Regions from separate parts of the Triticum aestivum genome. Here region 2 is linked to region 1. A link is a contact called in public Hi-C data. All regions are on one chromosome and are shown on one strand. Each heading gives the region's core, a stretch centred on a gene start, on an enhancer-like site or on the middle of the called end of the contact. The rest is flanking DNA. Distances are from core to core; before and after follow the strand shown. Region 1 holds the start of LOC123144854 (succinate--CoA ligase [ADP-forming] subunit beta, mitochondrial). Region 2 holds the start of LOC123144857 (RNA-binding protein 42).

What was found. A called contact is a pair of places that touch in the nucleus more often than the background predicts.
Region 2: a contact with region 1 is called in a Hi-C map of leaf, with 5 times the contacts expected there. The contact joins the promoter of LOC123144857 here to the promoter of LOC123144854 in region 1. A contact is called at or near these places in 2 of 5 Hi-C or Micro-C datasets (both in leaf).

Annotation. Positions count from the first base shown.
Region 1 is chr6D:317,262,349-317,267,502 of IWGSC CS RefSeq v2.1, forward strand. LOC123144854 (succinate--CoA ligase [ADP-forming] subunit beta, mitochondrial) reads left to right here and starts at 2,285. Exons shown (of 12, transcript XM_044564106.1): 1 at 2,285-2,566; 2 at 2,702-2,812; 3 at 3,513-3,624; 4 at 4,328-4,392; 5 at 4,905-4,982. The coding sequence starts at 2,465. LOC123141538 (a long non-coding RNA gene) reads right to left here and starts at 1,861. Exons shown (of 3, transcript XR_006470349.1): 1 at 1,561-1,861; 2 at 140-504; 3 at 1-55.
Region 2 is chr6D:317,863,601-317,868,754 of IWGSC CS RefSeq v2.1, forward strand. It overlaps LOC123144857 (RNA-binding protein 42), which reads right to left and starts at 2,197. Exons shown (of 6, transcript XM_044564108.1): 1 at 1,828-2,197; 2 at 829-1,006. The coding sequence starts at 2,025.

The sequences.
Region 1 (5,154 bases), core at 1,035-3,534:
CTCATCCAATCTCTAACGCAGAGTAAAGGATGCCATCCCCATGGGTTGGGTTGTGCTGCAAAATATCAAACAACTTCAAGTCAAAAAATTGCTAAAATACTCGACATGTTTTAATCGACGAGTAGCAAAATGTGAAAACCATTTGAGCCGTGATGGCCGACTTCGTAAATAGAGCAATATATTGATGTTGGACATTCGTGGACGCTACTTGCTCTGCAAACAAGAAAAACACATTAGGAAAACCTGACAACAGACATACTATATTCAAATTATGGTTGGGAATGTCATTCCGGTGAAGGATTCAAATTCTTGAACTTTATTTTGCTCGTCAAATGGCCCCATCTGCCTCAAGTGTGCAAGAGCATCACCAATAACTTGTGAAAGTATTTCATCTTGTCATCACAATGTTTAGTTGCATGCAGTGCCAAGCTGAACTGGCATTATGTCATGACATATAGCACCAAAATGCTAAATCTGTAGGAATGTAGTGCCATCTTTTTACACCTGAATAAGGAAGGCCAACTCAGGATCAACCAAAGCAGACATTGGAATACATAGACAAGTTGAAGAAAATGAAGTGCAAACAAACATCTCTGATTCTATAGCTGGCAAACAAGCCACTCCCCAATTACAAGCAGAGGCTATGGCCCTTCAGGTTGCTGCATAAATAATTTTGAAATCCATATGCAAGCAGGTCATTTTTCTGGTAGATAATCTGTCACTGGCCAAGGTAGCAGCGCCAAGAAACATTATTCCCTGGGCATTGGGAGATCAGAAACCAGCTAGCAATTTTCTTTGCTACAACAGGAAACACGCAAATACAAATTTATCACATACCAAGGAACTTTAACTTTGTCGCTCACAACCGTGCTTCAGAGGTAAGTATATTATGAGGTAGAGAGCAAAAAAATTGGCATGTTGTAGGTTAGCACGTAGAGGTGATCAGTGTCCATGCTTTCAAAGCTAGGCAATCCTGATGTTAAGGTTGACCGCAAAAAAAAAAAAAATCCTGATGTTAAGGATTGTCAAATCCTGAAGTAAAATGTGCTTGATAGTGAATATAAGGCGCTGTTGGTGCTGCCTCTTGTGATCTTGTCCAAAAACAGAAGGAAGATCAAAGAGATAATACATTTAATTAACTAAACCAAGAATGCCGTACTACTAGTTTCAGTAGAAATACTGAACAAACATATACGGAGCTCTAAAAAATTAGTGAGGCACATATTGCTAATGTTAATGGATCTCGGTCTTGTGCCAACAAGCACTTCATCAGGTACTTGAACAGGTAGATAAATTTACTTTGTACTCGTCTCAGACCATATGTCGTTGACATTTTATATACCTAATTGCTCGATAGGTAGTCTAAGAAAAATACAACAAGTTGGTTCTGTGATTACTTTTCCTGCACCTTCATACAGAGAGATATCAACACATTTAAATCTAATAGCATTAGCTACATGCCTACATCCCACACATTCAGCATAAAGGGGAGTAGGGGACGATGGATTAGAACCAAAACACACGGTAAAATACACAAGGTTGTAACATTCAAAAGGTTACCTGAAGGCTGGAGTTCTCTTCTTTGTCGTCGGCAGATGGTGGAGCTAGGCGTCGGCGGGCGGATCTGGCGCCAGGTGTGGGGATTGGGTGGCGCCAAGGTGGAGAATGGCGGCGCGGGGATGGGGCGGGCTGTGCGCTGGAAGTCGGGGCACTGTACGTCATTACCGTGGCGAGGTCGATCGCCGGAGGGCCCAGTGCAGCGCACGGCGAGGTCCGCCGCCGGAGCCCTGAATACCTATATATCTGCTCGTGTCCAAAATCGGGAGCACTGTTGGAGAAGCATTGCAGCTATTCTACACTTACACGGGGATATTTTTGCAAATCTTAAAGGGTGGGGTGTTCAGGTTTCATCTCGTCCCTACATTCAGTATCTAACGATTGGATTGTACAGGGAGCAGCCGGAGCACCCAATACCTTGGAGTACAGGATATTTCCCCATGAGGGATGTCCGTGGTAGAGATGGGCACGGCTTTGACCACCCATCTCTGTCTTGTTGGCCCACGGTGCACAGTTAGGAGTATCGGACGATGGGCCGGCTGGCCCATTCACACCATCAAACCTGAGCAACACACTCGTTATCATATTTTTGTCAAAAAAAAAACTCTTTAGCATATTTTCACCCTAGAAAAACAAATGTCAACTTTGTCATTAGCTAATGGCAGGTGTGCCCCACGTTGTGTAGGCCCACATGTCAGTCAAACTACGGTGATCCTAAATCAGCGGTCCCTTCGACGTGAACTAGTCCATTTGCTCGGCGCAGCCGCACCCTTCCGCAAGAAAGAAAAGGAGGGGAGGGGAGAACAGAATAACATCAGACCCGCAAAGAGGAGGAGCGAAACAGCATCCCTGCCTTCCTCCACGCCCGTAGGGTTTCCGGATCGGAGGAGCCCAAGCCGCCGCAGCCATGGTTCGCGGATCGCTCGGGAGGTTGGCGTCGCGCACCCTCTCCGTCGCCGGCAAATGGCAGCACCAGCAGCTCCGCCGCCTCAACATCCACGAGTACCAGGTACCCGCGTCCAGATCCCGCCGTCCCTCCCCCATTCTGCTCGATTCGTATCTGTGCGGATTCGTTTAATCTCGATTTGGAGGCCCGTCTGACAAGCTAGGGTTTCTGCCGGCCTGGCTTATGTGGGTGTCGCAGGGCGCGGAGTTGATGGGGAAGTTCGGGATCAACGTGCCCAAGGGCGCCGTGGTGGGGTCAGTGCAGGAGGTCAAGGAAGTTTTGAAGAACGTCTTCCCCAGTGAGAAAGAGGTGATGCTACCTAGGTTTCTAATGTTTTGTTTTTTCTGTCGTTGTTATCTTTCACTCGTGCAAATGCGAGGCTTGTGCTGTGCAGATGGTATTGAAATGTGTTAGTGAATCTAGTTCACTGCGAATTCCTGCTGAATCCGGATTAGGTTGGTAGAAATGTCTTTTTTGTTTGGTAATGTTTGCTGTGATGTGCGATGCATTTTGGAAAGGAGGTTATTGGTTGCTATAATGTATAATGTGTGTGTATTCTGATAGCCTCGTTCTTGCAATTCGTACGCCTCTGTTTTATGTTGTCCTGTGTGTTAAAAGTAACATTACTTACATGTGTAAATCACTCCACCGCCCTGCAAACGAAGTGAGTCATGCCATGCTGTAGTTGCTCTTGGAATTGTAATGCTGTGTTGGGATATTTTTTTGTGCTAACTTCATGACCTCCAAGAAATACTATATATTTTCTCCAAAAGCTGTTTTAATTAACTGAGATGACGTCCCAGGTTCTTTTCTGTATTCTGCACCTAAATACTTGTGTAGCCGTGTTAGTTATCCTTGTGCCAGCAGATTGTTTGGCTGGGCAGTTCATTCCCAATATGAAGTATAGCAGATGCTCACCCCTAATGTATTTATGGTGCTGTATGTATCATAGGTTGCACCATGTTATTATTCGTAGTTCAACTGTGTTTAAAAGATGACACCATTGCAGATAGTTGTGAAAAGCCAAATCCTTGCCGGTGGCCGTGGATTGGGAACTTTCAAAAGTGGACTAAAGGGTGGTGTTCATATTGTTAAGGCTGAGGAGGCTGAAAGCCTTGCAGGTAAATCTTTTTGTGAGCGGTAGTTTACATTATGGTATGTGCACATTCATGGTGTAGTAACGCAGTTTGAAGATATTGTGTGTCCAAGTATTTGTTGAGATATATCGTTGAGAATTTGGCTTAGCAAATCTACATTTATGCATAATCCTTATCATTCCTGACTGCATTAGACTAGAAATGCGCGCCACCTGGCCAATTTTATGGATACAACTATCCATACACATGAAGGCCAAGCATATAATATAACTGAGATCAGTTCATTCTATTGGTTGTGTCTAAATTGTTGTCATCACTTTTATCAGTTGTCACAGTGAAAACTGCAACTTAAGGTCACGTGCTTCTATGAAGCGTGACATGATAATTACATTCAGGTTTAACTAAACTGATTTATTTTAGGTGATCTTTTCTTGGAATCTACTACCTCCATACCAAAATATAACATGTTTGGCCTACCAAAACGTTTTATATTTTGGTATGGAGGTAATAAGTTGTATCCACTCCTTTGTTGCCGGCTATAAGTGCTTTATTATTTAATGGTTTGGTTCTGAGTGAATGTGCCTTCCCATTTGAACTTGCATCCATTGGATTTCTAGTGACATGTAGTGTTGTCATTTTGTTTAGAGTGAATCAACTAAATTGTAGTTACTTCTGTGTTGGTTGTGCATGTTTTCACTGTAGAGTGTTTGTACTGACTCATCTGCAGCTAAAATGCTTAACCAGGTCCTGGTAACAAAACAAACTGGTCCACAGGGGAAGGTTGTGGGCAAGGTTAGTTTTTTCTAATCCGATCCCATCTTCTGCATCTCTGTTTCCTTATTGCTGTGATTAGCTTGCTGTTCTTATTTGCTGTTGGTATACTTCTGCTGTTCAGTTTCAGTTGTGTTATGTAGCATTGCTAGAAATTAACGTTTTAGGTATTTCGTGACTGTTCAGTATGCAAGTTCTGGCTTCCACGGGCTTGATACTCACCTGACTTGTTTCTATCAGTGTTTAGATCTATGATGTATGGACCAATTCCAGTGTACTTACGTTCAATGAAGTTAGACAGAATAATAATATACAGTTGATTGGGCCATATCGCCGTACCTAGTATTTTGTTCTTGCCGTGCAATGGCAATAGTTAATCTACAACGTTTTTTTGAGTTATTTTTAAGACAGTAGTGCATTAGCATTTCAACTTCTCAGGTAAACGATATTCAAATAATGCTGCTGTCATTTAGTTCTGCTTGATTCAGTGAAACATTTTTAACTACCGATATTTTTTCTGTTCTGTTTGACAGGTCTACTTATGTGAGAAAATGTCACTTGTTAATGAGATGTACTTTGCGATCACCCTTGATAGGAAGACTGCTGGTCCAGTATGTCATTGAGCACTGGCCCGCTTGTCCATTTTTTCATTTTCATTACCCAGCATCTGTTCCATTTTGTGAATAAATCAGTGCGGTCTATATTGTTTTTATAAGATATCATGGTATTACAAACCTTTCTCATGTATAAGTGCCAAAGGAAATAGCTGTTAGTGCTGTCGAT
Region 2 (5,154 bases), core at 947-3,446, 600 kb after region 1:
GATCCTTAGAGATATGGTCAGCGAGGCTTAGAGGCGCTAACTGAGATAAAAAAAAGGTGATCTATCTACCCATAGCGGCTAGATTGTGGGTGTTAGGGATGAAGACGCTCTAAGAAACTGATAATTTGATATAATTTCATCCGAACAAACATTTATTGTCTTGCCAAATACCAACCATGATTAAAGTGAATTATCATGCTTGATTTTATGCTCATTGAAAAATCATAAACAAATGCTGGACACTCTGCCAGAGCTGAGATATATTTAAATATTTTAACTATGTTAGCTTATACAGATTACAAACAGATGGGTGCAATAAGAGCACGGAAGCTAGTTCTTTGTTTTTTTAGCCTTCTCAAATAACTATAACAAATAATCACAGAGAATTGTTCAAAATATGTATAAAGGTTAATTCAAAATATTTATATCACATTTTCGACAATTGTCCATGTAAATAGCAAACTGCAAATGTATCCACAAGATCAATTTAGCCTTTTACGCACAATACAACAATTTATGTATGCATAGAGATAATAGCAAAATGTTTACTATATCATCAGCAAGCCCACCTAGATCCAATGTGAAAGCATCAACTCTTTAACCTGCCTTTAACAAAAAAATGAAACAACAATTTATCTTAGAAGAAAGAACAGCACATAGAACATTAATCTTGTCTGGGAGAGGGAAGGTGCTTTGGCTGTTTGTCAGCTTCATTGCTAAGAGAGACAAGTGACAAAAATATTGCATTACCATGTTTCACATTCTAATATAGATCATAGAAGTGCAACATTTGGTAAAATGCCCTATAAAATACGACTGAGAGCTTACTTTCAGGCCAGTCAGCTAACGTCAGATCCTCCCAGCATTGCCCAGCTGCCTTTCGAGGAACTGCCTTTTTGTTTGCTTCAACTTTCTTGTCTTTGTCATTATCTGCAATAGCAGCCTTCACCGTGGCGAGAGCCTCTGGGCTGATTATCTGCGAGTCTCTCTGGAACAGTTGTTGTGCCTGTATAATAATATCATAATTGGCTACTTATTAGTACTCAATAGGAGACTTGGTACTTACTACCAGTTCAACAATATAAAGGTCATTTTCACTAACCTATCTACGAAACAAGCCTCCAATGTTAATAACATATAACCTCCTAATGCTCGGATGGAAATAAACTCATCACTTAGCATCCTTGTCTTTGCATAGCTTAAACAACATTCCCTCTATGACTTAATATAAGACGTTTTTTGACACTAACGTAGTGTAAAACAAAATCTTATATTAAGTTACGGAGGGAGTATAACCTATCTCGATGCAGCAAACCTCATGGTGCTGAGCTAAGGAACACATCGCAACGTGAATTGGCTTCCAATTGAGCATTTACGGTTCCCCTGGGTCTTGCTAGGACAAAACTAAGACGGATAATTCAGGCTATCCATCCATTCTTTGGTCAGGTCACTCACCGTGCAACCAATATGTGGCAGAAAGGTGGATGTATTATGATGAGAAGCTAATGGCAGTTCAGCAAACGGGGCTTTGTCAGCATAGCCATTACTCATCAGATCACCCATATGCCCTAAACCCCAATCAAACATGAAGGGATGCTAGCAATGAAGTAAGAAACACTAGTGCAGCTTTGGATGCGTTTTCGAACCTAAAACAACAGAGCGCGACCCAAACCTCAGAAGCCGCACAGCGGCGTCCAGATCCTCTCCCACCACCGGATCTCCGACCACCTTAGCTCACTACGCCAACAAATTACAGGGAGGATCCGTCCATGGAGCAAATTACAAGGAGGAGCTCTGGAACAGATTGCGCGAATGGGGAGTTATTACCTGCTGGACTTGGGGCATGGGGTAGACGGCGTTGTACGCCGGCGCCGGCTGCGCGGGGGCCACCGTCGGCCAGGTAGGGTACTGCGAAGTCTGGAGGTGGAAGGGCACGGGGAAGTACGACGGGGCCGCCGCCGCGGCGCTAGCAGGGTAGGGGAACTGCGCGGACGCGGAGGCGGGCGAGATGGACTGCGTCGACATAATCTGGGGACTGGGGTGGAGAGGCCGCCGGACACGAAAGGGCTGGAAGGCTAGATCACGGTGTTCGCCTCAGGCACGAGAATTCTGATCGTGCGCGGTTGCGGTGATTGAAAGGGCACTCGGGGATTGCCTTGTGGAACCGGAACCAGGGGGAAACGATCAGGAACGCTCTCGAAGCGTCTCTTTTTTTCTGACTATAAAATGCATCCACGGAACTTAAACTGAAAGCTTATTTTAGTTATTGGTCGCCATACGTCATAATAATCGTTGGTTTACGACCTAATAGATCCCGTATAATCGGGCATCCTGGAAAACAAATTGCCGGATCCTGCAAACTCTGGGTCGTTTCCGCCATATCTACGGGATTTGCCACTTTTTTTGCCGGATCCCTTTTCCTTGGCGCGAAGGCCATTTTCGCCCGTTTCCGTTCCCGCTCCACTCCTCGCCGCCATCGTCGCATCTCCCCGCCGGTTCTTGGTGCCCCCGGCTGCCTCGCGCCGTCCATTAGCTCCGCCGCCCCGCGTAGCATATTCCACCAAATTTGAAGGCCGGGGGTGCCCATTTGTGTCCGCGGGCGAGCGGCCACCGTAGGCACCATGGATCCGCCCCGGATCTTGGCGTGCGGCCTTGTAGCCGGTGGATCTGGTTGTTTCCGGCGCCGGTGAGCCTCGGAATCGCTCGAGGGGCAGTCGTGCGTGCCGGAGGAAGGGGTTTCGACCGGTTTTGCTTCAGCCGGAGGGGAAAGAAGAAAGGGGCGAGCGGCTTTGCTTCGGCTGGCCGAGGAGAAGAAAGGGGCGGCCGGCTTTGCTTCGGGGGAAGATATGTTCAATGCCCACTGACTATTTTGATTAATTTTGACCGGGAGAAATTCATGGTCGGGCATTCTTTTTAGATGGATTGGAGTTCGTGGTCGTCGTCGACGATGTCGACAACCTAGTGCTGTGGCATCTCGTGGACAAATTTGAGAAGGGCCCGAAGAGAAAGCGTCGCGGATCCACGGTTAGTCGGCTATACATTCCCCGCAACTGAGTTCTCGGCGACAAGATGCCCATGAAGGACTACTTCGCGGAGGTGCCGACATATCCAGCTCAGCTATTCTGTAGGCGATACCAATGTGTAGTTCTCTTTTCGTATGCATCGTTGAAGCTTGCGAGCAAAATTGTCGTTTTTTCACTCGACGTAGGAACGCCGTCAGATTGCTTGGGTTTAGTGCATATCAAAAAATATCGGCGGCGATGAGGGTGATTACATATAGTGTTTCCGCTGACTACGCACATGAATACCTTCGCATTGGAGAAGATACCCCCCATCAAATGCGTCCGGGTATTTTCGAAGACAATGATCCAGGTTTTTGGCCCGGAGTACCTATGAGCTCCAAAAGAGGAAGACACAAAGAAGCTCATGGCGATGAACGAAGAAAGGGGATGGCCAGGCATGCTAGGTAGTATTGATTGCATGCATTGGAGGTGGAAGAACTGCCCGGTGGCTTGGGCAGGGCAATACACCAACCACAAACGTAAACCCACCATTGTGCTTGAAGTCGTGGCTTCACGTGATTTATGGATTTGGCATTGTTTCTTTGGTTTGTCAGGGTCCCTTAATGATATCAATGTCCTGCAGCGATCTCATCTATTTCCTCAGCTAGCTAGTGGCAAAGCTCTGGCCTGCAACTATACCATCAATGGTCATGACTATACCATTGGGTACTGGCGGACAGTACTTATCCTTCATGATCAACATTTGTGAAGACCATCAGTGACCCCAAAACCAAGAAACACAAAAGATTATACGAAGCACAAGAAGCTTGCTGAAAGGATATTGAGAGGGCATTTGGTGTGTTGCAATCTCGGTTTGCCATTGTTCGAGGTTTCGCTCGCTTTTGGGATAAGAAATCCTTCGGAAACATCATGACTGCTTGTGTAATTTACACAACATGATCATTGAGGATGAGAGGTATTTGGACTTAGAGTTTTATTATGACAATGTTGGTAGTCGCGCGCTATTTGTGTTAGGCGTTGGGATTCCGAAAGAGAAAGGGTGAAGTATTGTAGTAGCAAAAAATATTCTCCTTAGTTAAGAACCAAGATTTATTGAACAAATAGGAGACAACACACAAACAAGATAAACGGTACATGCACACACACAAAGCAAATGCTTGCACCCAACACATGCAAGAGGATTGTCAATCCCCTTGTTCTCTCCAATTGCAAGGATTAAATCTGATAGAGGTAGATATATAAAAGAAAATAAAATAAAAGTAAAAGTAAAAGTAAAAGTAAAAGTAAAAAACAACAAGCAAATTAAGGGTTTTAGTAAATATGGAAAATGGATCCAAGGGCCATAGGTTCACTAGAGGCATCTCTCTCATGAGCATAGCAACGGTGGGTAAACAAATTATTATTGGGCAATTGATAGAATAGCACATAGTTACGATGATTCTTCATGGCATGATCAATACATAGGCATTACGTTTGTGATAAGTAGACCGTTAAACTTACTGACACCTACTACTATTACTCCACTCCTTAACTGCTATCCATCATGTATCTTAAGGTATTAAGTTCAAAACAAACAGAGTAATGCTTGGAGATGATGACATAATGTAGACAAAGCAAGATCTCTACTCCTATAAAAAACTGAGTTGGTGATGATGGTGTGCCTGCCATCCATCGTTTTTGACCATCAGATCTTTATCCGACACATGGGAGTCCTACTCCATCCATCCCTAGTTCCCCACCGCATCCAACCGAAATAGCTAAGGCATTCGATCCTTCTCAAAAAGGGGAGAAAAAAATGGAACCGAAGACAAGCAGGTGGCCGCTGCCGCTCAGGCCACGCCGATGTCTGACGCTCCCAACATCTCTCCTCTCCTGACTCCTCTCTGTCACATGAGCCCCACCTCCACCTCCAACTCTCCATCCCTCTCCTCCCCATTGTATCTTACCCCGTACCTCGTCTCTCCCAGCGGGACACCGACACCGTCCGTCCCCAAGTCCGCGAAACCTCTTTTGCCCCCTTCTTAGATGCACCAAACCCTCCGCCCACCACCTTCCTTCCTCCCATACCCCATCTTCTCCGACGCCTACGTCACCAAGGATGCCACTAGTGTTGCTCCCCCTGCGCCGCAAT